3 separate regions of the Mus musculus genome follow, and regions 2 and 3 are each linked to region 1. Evidence: chromatin contacts called from public Hi-C data. All regions are on one chromosome and are shown on one strand. The core of a region is the stretch at or near the end of the contact, and the rest is flanking DNA. Distances in the headings are between cores, read along the strand shown.

Evidence for each region. Hi-C and Micro-C count contacts between places; a contact is called where the count stands out from the background.
Region 2: a contact with region 1 is called in a Hi-C map of forebrain, with 2.7 times the contacts expected there. The contact joins two enhancer-like sites. A contact is called at or near these places in 1 of 39 promoter capture datasets (neural stem cells), 2 of 484 Hi-C or Micro-C datasets (forebrain and nephron progenitors) and 1 of 115 datasets of contacts at active chromatin or transcription factors (neural progenitor cells).
Region 3: a Hi-C map of the N1E-115 cell line shows a contact between it and region 1, with 9 times the contacts expected there. The contact joins two enhancer-like sites. A contact is called at or near these places in 2 of 484 Hi-C or Micro-C datasets (the N1E-115 cell line and bone marrow-derived macrophages) and 7 of 115 datasets of contacts at active chromatin or transcription factors (the 230-238 cell line, craniofacial prominence, embryonic forebrain and 4 more).

The regions. Positions count from the first base shown.
Region 1 is chr2:157,703,379-157,707,697 of GRCm38.p6, forward strand. No RefSeq gene overlaps it. Among named protein-coding and RNA genes, the nearest start is that of Gm25407, 8.3 kb to the right of the region's middle. Within about 2 kb of position 1,738, at least 20 of the 459 cell types and tissues checked have an H3K27ac peak or open chromatin away from gene starts, as enhancers often do. A contact at or near this core is called in the N1E-115 cell line and forebrain, where this site is marked.
Region 2 is chr2:157,873,995-157,878,557 of GRCm38.p6, forward strand. The region is part of intron 13 of Ctnnbl1 (catenin, beta like 1); the gene reads left to right. Among named protein-coding and RNA genes, the nearest start is that of Vstm2l, 38 kb to the right of the region's middle. Within about 2 kb of position 1,402, at least 13 of the 459 cell types and tissues checked have an H3K27ac peak or open chromatin away from gene starts, as enhancers often do. A contact at or near this core is called in forebrain, where this site is marked.
Region 3 is chr2:157,942,093-157,946,565 of GRCm38.p6, forward strand. It overlaps Vstm2l (V-set and transmembrane domain containing 2-like), which reads left to right. Exons shown (of 4, transcript NM_198627.2): 4 at 1,765-2,627. The coding sequence ends at 2,031. Among named protein-coding and RNA genes, the nearest start is that of Vstm2l, 30 kb to the left of the region's middle. Within about 2 kb of position 1,994, at least 95 of the 459 cell types and tissues checked have an H3K27ac peak or open chromatin away from gene starts, as enhancers often do. A contact at or near this core is called in the N1E-115 cell line, where this site is marked.

The DNA of each region.
Region 1 (4,319 bases), core at 488-2,987:
TTTCTTGGCTGGGGGTGGGGTGCGTGGTGAGTCCCAAGAGGCCCACATCTGGGCTCCCATTGGCAGCTCAGGGACTCATGGTGAGGATGTCTATGGATGCCATAGGGTTGATATCAACTTCATCTAAGAGATACTGTGGGGAGCACAGCATGGTTGGATCTCTGATAGTATGTGTGTTTCCACTGGGTGCAGGAAGCGGGTGAATTATATTTGTGTCTTGAAAGGCAGTCTTTCTTCTCTTCAATCTCTCTCTCCCTCCCTCTCCCACTCCTTCTCTCCCTTCCTCACTCCCTCTCTCCTTCCCTCCCTCTCTTTTCCTCTCCCCTCCCTTCCCTCTCTCCCTCCTTCTGCCTCCTTGTTTATTTTGAGACAAGGTCTCACATATCCTAGACTGGCCTGACTCACTATGCAGCCAAGGATGGATGACCTTGAACGTCTCATCCCCGATGCCTCTAACTGTGTTGGGATCCCAGGTGTGCACAACCACACCCAGTTTAGGTAGTGCTGGGAATGGAACTCAGAGCCTTGTGCCTACTAGGCAAGCATGTGACCAGCTGAGCCCCAGTCCCTGCCAGAAGAGATATTCCTCAAGATGGATGAGGCTTGATTCCAGAACTTTCATTCTTTTCTTCTACCTGTTTTTCTTGGATACTTGCAGCACATAGTGATTAAACTCCCTTTCTTCTTCTTCTTCTTCTTCTTCTTCTTCTTCTTCTTCTTCTTCTTCTTCTTCTTCTTCTTCTTCTTCTTCCTCTTCCTCCTCCTTCTTCTTCTTCCTCTTCCTCTTCCTCTTCCTCTTCCTCTTCTCCTTCTCCTTCTCCTCCTCCTCCTCCTTCTCCTCCTCCTCCTCCTTCTTTTTAAAAGTTTCTAAAATTGCAGTTACGTGGGAGGGGGGGGGGGTCTGGCTCAAGAGCCACAGTGTGCATGTGGAAATCTGAGGACCATGTGGGTCTTAGGAAGAAGAGGCAGGATGATGGGAAATTCAAGGTCATCCTTAGCCCCATAGTCACAGTAGTAGGTCAGAGTTCAAGCTTTGATGCCCATGGTGACCCAGAGTAAAAGTTCTGTGCTCGGATGAGAGCTGTGTCCTCTGTGATGTCGAGACAGCTATGCTTCAGGGAGTGATACAATTGGTCCTGCAACTGGTCCATGATGGTCGGCAGCTGTCCATCCCAGCACAGCCTTACATAAAGTCTTAGTGAATCTTAACATTTGCTTCTTTCTCCAGCTCTTCCTTCCTTTTCCTGCCTCTTTGTCTTTATTTATTTATTTATTTATTTATTTATTTATTTTTGCCTGCTTGTGCTCTCTCTCCATCCAATTGCAACTGCAGGGAACAGCAGGAGTTTAAACTGAGGTCAGATCCTGGAGACACCCCAATGGCAAGAGGAATGCAACTTCAGCCTAAGGGAACTAGTGACTCCTGACAGGTTACCCAGTGAAAAGAGACCTGGCTGGAGTGGGGGGTGGGGATGAATCTGGTAGCAGAGATGGGAACAGAGTGCTGAGGACAAGCTAGGAGCAGAGGGGGAAGATACCGCGGACCCTGGAGGTCAGGTGAGAAGAGTGGTGGGCAGAGGTTGCATCCCTGGATTCCACCCTTGCCCAGTGTGTCGGGGAGAAGCCGTCTCCTTCATCCATCTTGCTACAAAACTCAGCCAGAGCTCTCGGCCTTCCAGAGCGACCTCAGAGCAGAGTGTGACCTCTCCTGGCCAGCACTGAGAGGATTCCAGGCCCCAGTGACACCTCTGGCTTTCCAGTGAAGACTTTGCTGGCTCCCGTAGGTTTCCAGCATCTTCCGGCCTGTTCCCTGCCCGGAGATTAATTTGTTTACTCCCTTGCCTGGAGATGAACTGAGAGAACTAATCGTCCATCAGCCGCACAACCTTGCCCCGCCCGGCCCTGAATGTCCATTTTCTGGCAAAATATGTCCTCTCTGCTGCCAAGGCTTTTTGGAAAATGCTAATTTTATCCTCAAATTAAAATTTGTTCCCCTTTCCTCATTTTAATAAAAGCGAGGCATCCGGAAATGTTGCCATAGTGCAGAAGCGAACGTTCCCGACATAATTTTCAAAATGCCTTCGATCACGCGGCTTTCGGAAGGGCCTGTCCTCTGGCCCTGACCTCCCTTCCCCATCTCCACGCCCCCTGGGGCAGCATTTACATTTCTTAATAACCCCTCATTAATATGCATGAGAAGGGGTGGGTAATAATGGCTGAGCACGCTGCACTAATTCAATTTCCACCCGCCTCGGCCTGTTTACTTAATCACCAAGGGACCCGGGTTACTCAGCATAATTATTTATTCGGAATTAGATCTGGAGGCATCTGGACTGAGCAAAATGGAAACTGGAGTCTCTTGGTCCTGAGCTCTGGGCCCTCCCGCTGGCCGGCTGCCTGCCAAAGGCTCAAGGCCGGCGGGGTCAGCTTAAAACCTGGGCTGGTGGGGGGGGGGGGTTCTTATCAAAGTACAGAAGACTCAGGTACGATGACCGGGTCAAAAATCTCTCCCCCATGGTGGTCTAGAGGGACCATCAGCTCTGCTGGTGGCTAAGAGTAAGGTTGGGCCAGAGGCAGGCCTCAGGGGGTGCTGGGAGCTTATCCCAACACCGGCATGTGCTGAGACTTGGACACAGGCCTTACAGGGAGGAGAAAGAGTGTGTGCCTTGAGTCAGAATATTAATGGCTGGTCACCCATATCCGAGTGTCAGTATGCACGAAGCTAACTACAACCTGTGGCTTCGGGCATCCACTGGGATTCTTGAGACATATCCCCTGAGCATAGTAGGGAGCCACGGTGTAATAGGCCAGCTCCTTGGGCCACACTCCTCTAATTTGATGCTCAGTGAGCTCCTGTTCATGCCTCAAAACCCAACTCCCTTGGCTGCTGCATTCTCCTGGCAAAGCCACAGCTCCCCGTCACGTTTTCCACACTCTGCTCTATCCCTGAGCCCCCTCCAGTGCCGCTCATTTTTCATAAGTCCTATGTCCTACTTGTGTAGGAGCAAGGGGGATGTTAGGTGTTTCTCTGTCGGGGTGGCCTCTCCTCTGGGTCTCTGGCTCCCAGGAGCGCCACAGTCCACTGGGAGCCCTCTCCTGGATAGCTAGCACACAGCCTTCTCCTCTGTCTCTCAGGCACAGCATGGGGGCAGCCTTCTGCAGCTGGTCTTTGGACTCCTCTGAACCTCCAGTTGCTTCTCAGAATCTCCATTACCTTCTAACTGAAGAAGTTCCTCTGGTGTGATTCCTTCAGTGGTTCCTGCTTCCACACTGTCTGATCTGGTCACTGCTGGAATGTAAGGACCTGGTGGGGAGGGCCACAGCCTTTGTCCCAGGACTTAGATATGAAAATACTCCCAGAGATGGATGGATGGAGAGAAGGATGAATATTGATTATATGACTTTCTAGTCAGGTTCTACTCCTGTTTCTCCCTGATGTGAATACACATTTTTATGAAAATAATTCTCAGCCAGGCAGAGTGGCACAGCCTGTAATCCCAGCACGGATACTGAGGTAGGATTACTACACATGTGAGGCCAGTCTGGTTTATAAAGTGGCCTCTAGGCCAGCCTGGGCTACATTGTAAGACCTGTCTCAAAACACAACACAACACAACACAACACAACACCACACATCAACACAACCTTAATCTCCTAATTAAATGACCTGTAGTTCTGGGAAGGCCCAGTCAGCACTGCTGCTAAGGTAACTGCAGGGTAGCAGGATGGGGATGGGGGATGGTAGGGGTGGTAGAGTGGTGTGAGGAGTGGGGGTGGGGAATAAGGTTGCAGGGGATGGAGGAAATGGAGGGTTGCTGGGGCGGTCATGGATTGGAGGCAGCATCTAGGAACAAATGGAGGGGTTGAGGAGACAGCAGGTGATTTAATCACTGCAGACTCTTGTTAAAGGCGGCCTTTCTCGCCCGCTGCCCTCCTCACCCGCCCTCCCCTGCTGCAAAGCACCTGGGCCCTGCAGTGCCCAGCCAAGGCTCTTCATTAAAATTTCTTGGAACTCTAGCCAGGTTGGAAGGAAGTCAAGACCTGCCAGCTTGTCTGCCAGGTGAGGTGAGAGGGTGGCCAGAGGGGCATTTCTGTAGAAGTCATTGAAAGAGCGGGCAGAGGACTTGGGATCAAGGAGGAGAGTTAAGGAAAGGGGGTAGCAGGTTATAGGGAGGTGCCCCAGCCAGTTTCTGGGCAGGCTATTCCAGAATCAGCACTGGAAACAAAGGCTTAGTAAAGGAAGGTATTTGGGAAGTGAGTGGCTGGGGAGCCAGTAGACACTGCCTTGGGCAATCAGGGCTCAATCCTAAATAGCTGGC
Region 2 (4,563 bases), core at 152-2,651, 170 kb after region 1:
CTCTGTGACTCTTCCACATGCACACCAAGTAGGGATGGGGTTTTTCAGTCTACTGCCAGACCCTGGGAGAGGAGGGGGGACCAGGGAGGTGGCCTTTCCCTGACTCTCTGCTCAGGACACATAGCCTCACTGGCCCGGACTATTTTTCCCCATTTGTTTTTAAGGTGTTTGAATTTTTGTGCTTGGAGAAACTGGGTAGGTAGTGGTATAACAAGTAACGCCTGACCCAGCACCAGGAACAGGCAGAGAGCCTTTGTTTCCTTTTCTCTGGGAGGTCCCTGTTAACTCCCAGTTGGTTCTCTGCCTTCCCTACACCTCCAGCCCTGTCTTCCTGCCTTGGGTATTAGAGCTAGTGCCTCCTACAAGGTCAGATCTCATTAAATATGTGCCCACCTCAGAGAAATAGTCATAAAACCCGTCCCTTCATAGCTGGTAGGCAGTGTGCTTGTTTGCTTCCTCTGTGCCTGTCATTTTGTTGGTGGTGGTGGTTGGTTGGTTTTGGTTTTTCTGAGGCAGGGTTTCTTTTTGTGTAGCCCTGACTGTCCTGGAACTCACTCTGTAGGCCAGGCTGGCCTCAAACTCAGAGATCCACCTGTCTCTGCCTCCCCAGTACTGGGACTAAAGGTGTGCACCATCACCACCCCAGCATGGTCTCCTCTTAAGATTTTCACCCTGAGCCTGAGGAAAGGACCACTGCTCCTTGAGGGAGTTCGTTGTCTGCCCCCTGGGTGTTAAGGATGGAGGGATCTGCCTACCTCCACGTTGTTCCAGAACTTTCATTTTTGCTGGTAGTGCTTAGTTTACAAAACAACAAAACCCCACACAACCCCTCTCACTGAAAATACTTGAAAGTACACACAAGTAGATTCTAATGTGACTGCAGCAGTAGCATAGTGTTTGGTTGGTGATGGGTCTTGTCTTGTTGCTTGCAGTGTTAGGAATAGAAGCCAGGGCCTTACACATGCAGGGCAAATGCTCTCCTGTGGAGCAACATCCCCAGTCCTGCAGCTGTCTGCACTAAGGAAACAAACATGCTTAGAAGCATGCATGGGACTCCTCCAGCACTAGATTATTTTAGCATTTTCAGTTCATAGTATATTACTACAGCAGTACATAACTGGAAGAGAGCGCCGTCCATGCCTTGGGCTGGTTGGTGCCCAGTGTGTTCCGGCTGTACTCAGTGTCCTTGAGATCCAGAGTGAAGTTGGACATACCCCAGGGGCTCCTGGTTAACAAGATTTGAACTTTTAAAGGCCGTGTAATGTTTCCAACTCTTCCAGCAAGCAGCAGCCCTCGTGATCAGTAAATATCCAGGGCGCTTGTCTCAGCAGATTTCACTGGGCTCCCCAAACAGGCTGAAGCCCAGAAAAGACCAGGATCCCTGTGGGTTCAGCGTACAGAAGCTGCCTTCAGAAGCAAGACGTAATTAGATAGGTGCTGGCAGGGATTTCTGAAAGAGGGAGGAGAGCCTTAGAGAGAGGCTTTTCTTTCTTAGTTCCTGGGAAAATTATACTCAGCAGGTTTATTCAATAAAGTGTTCTCACCACATACTTCTCACCGTAATGACTTACAAATTGCATGCTAATTTTGCCACAGTTAAGTCATTCTAGGCTTTATCCTGCAAAGAAAAAGATGGACTCTGTAATGAAACAGTATCCACAGGACTTGATATCTTAAGCAGACTGGCTGTTTCTTCAGCATCCAGAACTCACTTGAAGATATGGGTGAACGGGGGTGAAGGGTGGAATGAGCATGTGGGGTGCGTGACCCTGAGCGCCAGGTGGAGATCTGGTTTCTGCTGTTCTACTAACTATGCTGGAAGCTTCCAAAGCAAGCTTTAAAAAAGAGAGAGTGCATCCTGCTGAGAGTTCCTCTCAGCCCATCTTTAAGCCAGTACCTCACAGACTTTCTCAGCCAGGGAGTTTGCCAGTAGAAGCTAGTGGGGAGGGTGTCTTTTCCTGTCTCCTACTGCCCTCTTTGGACACCCACTGTTTCAGCCATGGCCCCTTTGGTGCCTCCTGCTTCTCTGACAGTCATTTCCAATCAGTTACTGGAAAAGAAGTCAGTAGGTCTGAGTTCTGGATCCACACCCCTGCACTTGCCTTACAGCATCGTGGCCCTGAGCACAGTGCTTTTCCTTTCTGAAACTGAGTGCTCACTCAGTGAAGCTAACATCTCACCTCTCCGCCACCTCCCAGGCTTGTTGTCGGGTTTGCAAGGGTTAGGGCTGTGCCCCCTCCCATACCTCTGTAGGCTCACAGTCCGGTGTACCTGGATGTCACTTATAGGCTCCTCTGGCTCATTAAGTCAAACCCAAACCATGGGGTCCGCAGAGTGGGAACACCCTAGGACCATTCACCAGTGTAACCAGTCAGACCCTGGAAGCCATCTGCTGCCTCACATCCACCAGACAAGCTCTACCGGCATTGGCTCCCAGCCCTTCTCACTGCCACGGGCTTCATCACTTCCTTTGCTTTCACACAGCAGCCACCTAACTAGGCTCCTTACTCTAGGAGTGTGCCCTGTGGGTCTTCCTCACCCTACCCAGAGAGTATCTACGTGCATACTTGCTTAGACCATTCCCAACACTCACACACACACTCACACACACACACAGTCAATCCAGTGTTGTTGTGATACCATCCGCTTGTAGGTGAACCTAAACCAGGCCCTGCCACATCCCTTGCCCATCACTACATGAAGAAGCCACTTGTTGCTTCTGGATTCACTTTCTCAAATCTGCAAGAGCCAGGTGTGGTAGTGCACAGCCATAATCTCAGCTCTTGGGAGACCGAGGCAGAAGAATCTCAGACCCAAGGCTGAAACACCCACTGGACACTTGCCCGTTATGTCTGCAGCATCTCTTCCGCACCCTCCTCTGCTGCAGCTGGCTGCCCGCCCCTTCAGTAGCCTTCAGGGCTCGGGTGTGTAGACAGATATTAGGTGTGTGTGTGTGTGTGTGTGTGTGTGTGTGTGTGTGTGTGTGTGTGGTGCCTGTCATACAGAGCAGCTGCAGTAGTAGTCTCCCTCAGTTCTTAGAAACCCATCCCTGAGGATGCCCAGAGCCTCGCCGTGGTACTAAGCACATCTGCACCACAGCCTCGGGATGCAGATGAGAGACTTGGCCACTGTTCTGGCTCTGCCTCCCTTGAACTCCCTGCTTTGCTTACTGGCGAAAGTGAGTATAAGAGCACTGATCTTGCGCAGTGGAACCTAAGCACAGATAGTCCCTGGCTTAAGAGGCTGTTCGTCAGAATTATTGTCACAAGTGGCTCTGGCCTGCGTGCTTGTCCGTCCGTCCTCCAATCCAGTGGAGTCCTCACTGGTAGAGTTTGCGTGTACTTTCTCCCCATAGAACCATCATTTTCTGATAATACCTGCTATGGTGGGAACTCTGCCTCTCAATACTTGTTCCCTGTTGGCAAAAATGAACAGTTGGGTGTTTGGGGTTTTGTTTGTTTGTTTTTTAGGGGAAAGGAGGCACAACAGAACCAAGGAACCCTGTATAGCCAGGTTAAGTACCAGCTTTGCCACACAGAGTGGAAAGTGCCCTTTGTTCTAGGAGGGACAAGGCCATTTGTGGGAACCTGGCACATGCAAGTGTGCTTGTGTAATCAGCCTCCTCCTTATGACCAGGCCCTGGCCTAAGAGCCAGCCGTGGATTTTTATGCACACACACCGAACCCCAGATTCCTAGCCTCCCGCTTCCCAGCTGAGAAGACAGGCTTCTAAGATCTGCACCCTATTTTAGAGGCATTTGGAGGAAGGGCTTTATTTGGGGACATTTGCATCTCTTGTCTCCATTTACCACTTCCAGTTGGGGCTGCATGTAAAGGGTTCACAGCCACCTCTTTATGATGGTCCCCTTCCCTCAGCCTGAGACAGCTAGCTCACTACCTGTCAGGGCAGATGAGAAATGCCATCAGAGCCCTCCAAGGGCTTGTGCCAGAGAGAGGCAAGGGAAACTGGTGGTTTGGTTGTGCTTCCAAAGCCAGATTAACATTTACAGTGGAGATGCAGCTGAAAGAGAGAACACACCAGCCTGCAGTAATAGCACCTTGACGTTCCACATTCCCCTCTCTGGTATCTTTGGCGATGAATCTGTTTATTTTAGCAACCCTCCGACAGGCTTATGCTGCTGGGAACTGCAATCTGTTCCACTTACAGTGCACCATTCACTCAATTACCATCTAAGATTTTATCCCAGCCCTCGTGTACAGAGTGAGCAAAACAAAGCCTAGCAGGGTGTCTTCTCACTCTGTCTCCCAAACTGAATATGGAATCTTCTGATCTAGCTCTAGTCTCTCCTCCCTCACCCACCATGCTTTCACACGGTCCCATGTGTGCCAGCCTAGTATTAAACTACTCTGTAGCTAACCAAGGATTGTCCTCAGTTTCTGGTCCCCTGCCTCCACCCCTCAAGCAGTAGGGTTGCAGGTGTATACCACCATGATGAGATGGCTGAGATGCAAACCCAAGGGTGTCGGGAGCATGAGGTGGGAGGTACCCACTCTCCAGCCAGGCTACATCCCGGCCCTCCTCTCATTTCTAAATATCTTCTTT
Region 3 (4,473 bases), core at 744-3,243, 240 kb after region 1:
GTCTACAGGCCATACCTGCCTTCTCAGGAACCATCATTTTTACCCTGGGTTCTCTTACTTGGGAGGTGGGAACAGCAGGGAACCACTAGAGTGATCTGTGGGACTTGGCAGGCACAGATAATGCCATCTAGAGAGGGACATAAGTATCCAGAGATGGGGCTGGTGGGGTTAGCAGCCCGCTACTGTGATCTCAGGAAGGGTGAGTCTTGCCAGATGATGACTGGGCTTTCAGCTCTAAGAAGGGTCCTTACACTCCCAGCGTCCTTCCCAGTTAACATTTTCTTTTGTTATTTTTAGTTATAGACATGTAGAAATTTACAAAAAAAAAAAAAAAAAAAAGATCAGAGTCCCCATACCCACCGCCCAGTCTCCCTAATGATGCATTCGACTCCAAATGCCTCTTCTCTTGTAATGGAAAAGAAAGTTGCCAACAGAGTTATATTCAGAGCAGATTGAATCATGAGAGTGTCAATCTGGAAACTACCGGAATACCAGCCAACGGGAAACTGTGTAGGCAAGTATACGATAGAATACTACACAGCAATGAACAGAGCCAGCTGATTGTGTGAAAGAAAGTCAGACTTGCAAACCCCCCTCCCCTACCCCCTCCCCTCCAAAGAGAGTTCTGGAATAAGGTTAAAATTGGATGGCGGTGGTGGACCCACAGGCACAGCAGGAATAGGTTGTCTACCGAGCTGGGTGTTCTTGACCCAGGAGAGCGGGCTCCCAACTATAAAATGAAAAAGACTGGGTCAAGGGTCAGGTGTGGTGCTACAATCTAGCGTTTTGGAGGCTAAGGCAGGGTCCTGACTTAGAGACCAGCCTGGACAACATAGGAGACTTTAGCTTTAAAATAATCACATCAATAAAAAGCCAAAACTTTACAAGATAACACCCACTCCACCTCCAGGGAGTGGACAGTTAAACTCTAGAATCCAAATGTAGTACTCGGTTGTCAGCCTGTGTCCCTTTTTTTTCTTAGATTTTACTTGTTTTTATTTTATGCGTTTGCCTGAATATATATATATATATATATATATATATATATATATATATATATATATATATCTGCGCACCACACATGTGCCGGGTGCCCGTACTAGAGGAGGAAATTGGCTCCCCTGGAACTGAAGGTACAGACAATTGTGCGCAGCCATGTGGGTGCTGGGAATTGAACCCCGGTCCTCTGCAAGAGCAGCCTGTGCGCTTAAGCTCTGGACCTTCTTTCCAGTTTCCAGGCCCAGTACAGGGTTGGTGAGATGGCTTAGCAGGTAATGGGCGCTGGCCATGAAGTCAAATACATGAGTTTGATCCTTAGGATCCAGATGGTGGAAGGCGAGGGGACTCCTGCAGATTTTCCTCTGACCACACATTTACTGTGGCACGTGCCTTCCCAACCCCCAAGTTTCCTGAGCTCTACCGAAGCTCTGCTGTGAGGCTGCTGGCTTCTGTCCTACGCAGGGCTTTTCCGTTTGTTCAAAACAGCAGCACAGCCTGGGAGCTTTGCCAGGAGTCTGGTTCCCTGCTTGTCTGTGGAACTCTTGTCAGTTCTGGCTCACCCTTCTTCAATGCTGGGCGGTATTCCACTGGCTGCACGCAACTCTCCGTGGATAGGAGTTAGCGTTGCTTCTGTTTGTCCGTCTGCCATTCAACAGTTCGGATGCTGACCTTGGGTCCCCTCCCTGGCGGTATCTGGGGTGGGGACAGCCTGGCGGCTTGGCTCGCGACCCCGGCCGGTTCTCACGGTGCCTCTGTCGCCCCCAGGTGGTCAAGGTGGTGGGCAGCAACATCTCCCACAAGCTTCGGCTGTCCCGGGTGAAGCCCACGGACGAAGGCACCTACGAGTGCCGCGTGATCGACTTCAGCGACGGCAAGGCCCGGCATCACAAGGTCAAAGCATACCTGCGGGTGCAGCCCGGGGAGAACTCGGTGCTGCAGCTGCCTGATGCGCCCCCCGCCGCGCCGGCGCCGCCGCCCAAGCCGGGCCGGGAGCTGCGCAAGCGCTCTCTGCCCGAGGCCTGCAGCCTGTAGCCCGCCCGCCCCGCATGCAGTCCTCCCGGCCCTGCGGCGACGGCGGCAGAGGAGTCCCGCGTGTGCTTTGCTTGCTTATCCCCCTCCCGGCTCCGCCTCGTGCACCCCGTCCTCGCGGCCAGCCCCCTGGTGAGGAGCCGGGCCGGGGCCCAACGCTCCTGTTCCTCATCATTCTACCTGGAACCGGCTCCGGAACCCCGAGGGAGGCGGAGCCCCACCAGCCCCACGCGGGAGGCTGCCCCGCCAGGCAGAGTTAGCACCAGCAGGCTCGCTCAGGGCCCCCCGAGGCTCTCCCCGAGCCCCCCTCTGCCGGCAACCCCCCCCCACGCCCAGCCCCTTCTCGGGCCTGTGAAGTCCACCCAAGGGACCCCCTCCGCCCATCCCATCCCTATTCCTGATCAGGGGACACCCACCCTGGTGGTTTGTAAATATTTCTATTGGGCCCACCCCGCCCCGGAACTGGCTCAAACCTCTGGCCACCCTCGGTGATGGAGGGGAGGTGGGAGGCCCAGGGCTTTGCCTAGGGGTGAGCGGGCCCTGTGTATATGACCCAACCTGTGAGTACCAGCCAACTCCAATAAAGCGGTTTAAACCAACCCGGGCAGTGCCTTGCTGAGGCTGGGAGCTGAGCCGCTGTGGGGAGGAAGGGAGGGTTTTGTAGGTCACAGCACTGAGCAGAGGTGACCTGGTGCTGAGAGGAGCCTGGCAGCTTTGCAGAGAGCAGGAGTTGCTGCTGGCCTTGGGAAGGGGTCTCAAGGGGCGAGAGAAGCAGCCTTTGTCGTCCCCCACTGTGAATACTGAACCCGAATTAGTCCTAGATTCTGAGATAATCACACATACAGAAGAACCTGTGAAGCATGTTTGCGCAAGTGTATAAACATCTTTGTAGCTGTCACCCAGCAAATCCATCACCCCATAGCGGACTCCCACCTTGGCCCTCAGTATCCTCTACCCTACCAGGGAACCCAGTGGTGACTCTTGTTTTGTTTTGTTTTGTTTTTTTCGAGACAGGGTTTCTCTGTATAGCCCTGGCTGTCCTGGAACTCACTTTGTGGATCAGGCTGGCCTCGAACTCAGAAATCTGCCTGCCTCTGCCTCCCAAGTGCTGGGATTAAAGGCCTGCTCCACCACGCCTGGCCCAGTGGTGACTCTTACGGTAATATCATCATCATCAACAACAACAACAACATCACGGCCGTCAGTTTTGGCTCTAGAGTCTCATATAGCCCCAGTGGTCTTCTTGTTTCAGTCTCCTAAGAACTAGGATTATAGAAGTGTGCCATCACCCCTAGCTTAGTAGGTTTGTTTTAGTTTTTTTTTTTTTTTTAAATATTTATTTATTTATTATATGTAAGTACACTATAGCTGTCTTCAGACACCTCAGAAGAGGGCATCAGATATCATTACGGATGGTTGTGATCCACCATGTGGTTGCTGGGATTTGAACTCAGGACTTTGGAAGAACAGTCAGTGCTCTTAACCGCTGAGCCATCTCTCCAGCCCCTTTTTTGGTTTTTCGAGACAGGGTTTCTCTGTATAGCCCCGGCTGTCCTGGACCTCACTTTGTAGACCAGGCTGGCCTCGAACTCAGAAATCCGCCTGCCTCTGCCTCCCGAGTGCTGGGATCAAAGGCGTGCGCCACCACGCCCAGCTGTTTTAGTTTTAATACCTATATGTACATCACTTTATTTCTTACTACAGTCTTTGGGTGGTAGGGTGGGGGAGGTGTGCAGAGGCCAGAGAACAACCCGAAGATCTCAGGGATAGCAGTCCTCTCCTTCCACCTTGTGGGTCCCAGGAATTGAACTTAGGTCATCAGGCTGGGAGAGGCAAGCGCCTTCCCCCACTGAGCTGGCTCCCCCATTGCCACTTTAAACAAAACAATCGACTTGACTTCTCTTTTTTTCAGTGCTGGGAATGGGGTACCTTGCACATGCTAGGCAAGTGCTCTCCCGGGGAGCTTTATCCCAGCCCCCTCATATTTGAATTTTGTGGTTTTGTGTTTGAAACACGGCCTCCCTCACGTAGCTCAGCATGGCCTCACACTCTTTGTGTAGTCATGGATGCCCTTGAGCTCCTGATCCTCCTGCCTCAGCTTCTCCAGAACTGGGCTGACAGGGTGTGTTCCTTCTGGGTGCTTTATCTAAGGCTGCTGCTCTGAGCGCCTCCTCCGTGTCTGCTGTTCATTGAGCAAGAGAACCTCAGGGGCCTTTGCCAGGCCAGTGCTCCAGGCTATCCATGAAGGGATCTCATATTCTCCTGGGATAGTCTCCATCCCTCTATTACACAGGAGGAAATCAGGGGCAGGGAGGGTTCACAGCTCCCCCTAGCTTACACAATAGTTGAACCTTCCTAAACCTAACAGTGGGAGTGCTTGGCCAAGGCTGGATCACTTCAAACTGCTTCTCCCCGGGGCACCACCGTGCATGCCTTGGGTCATCC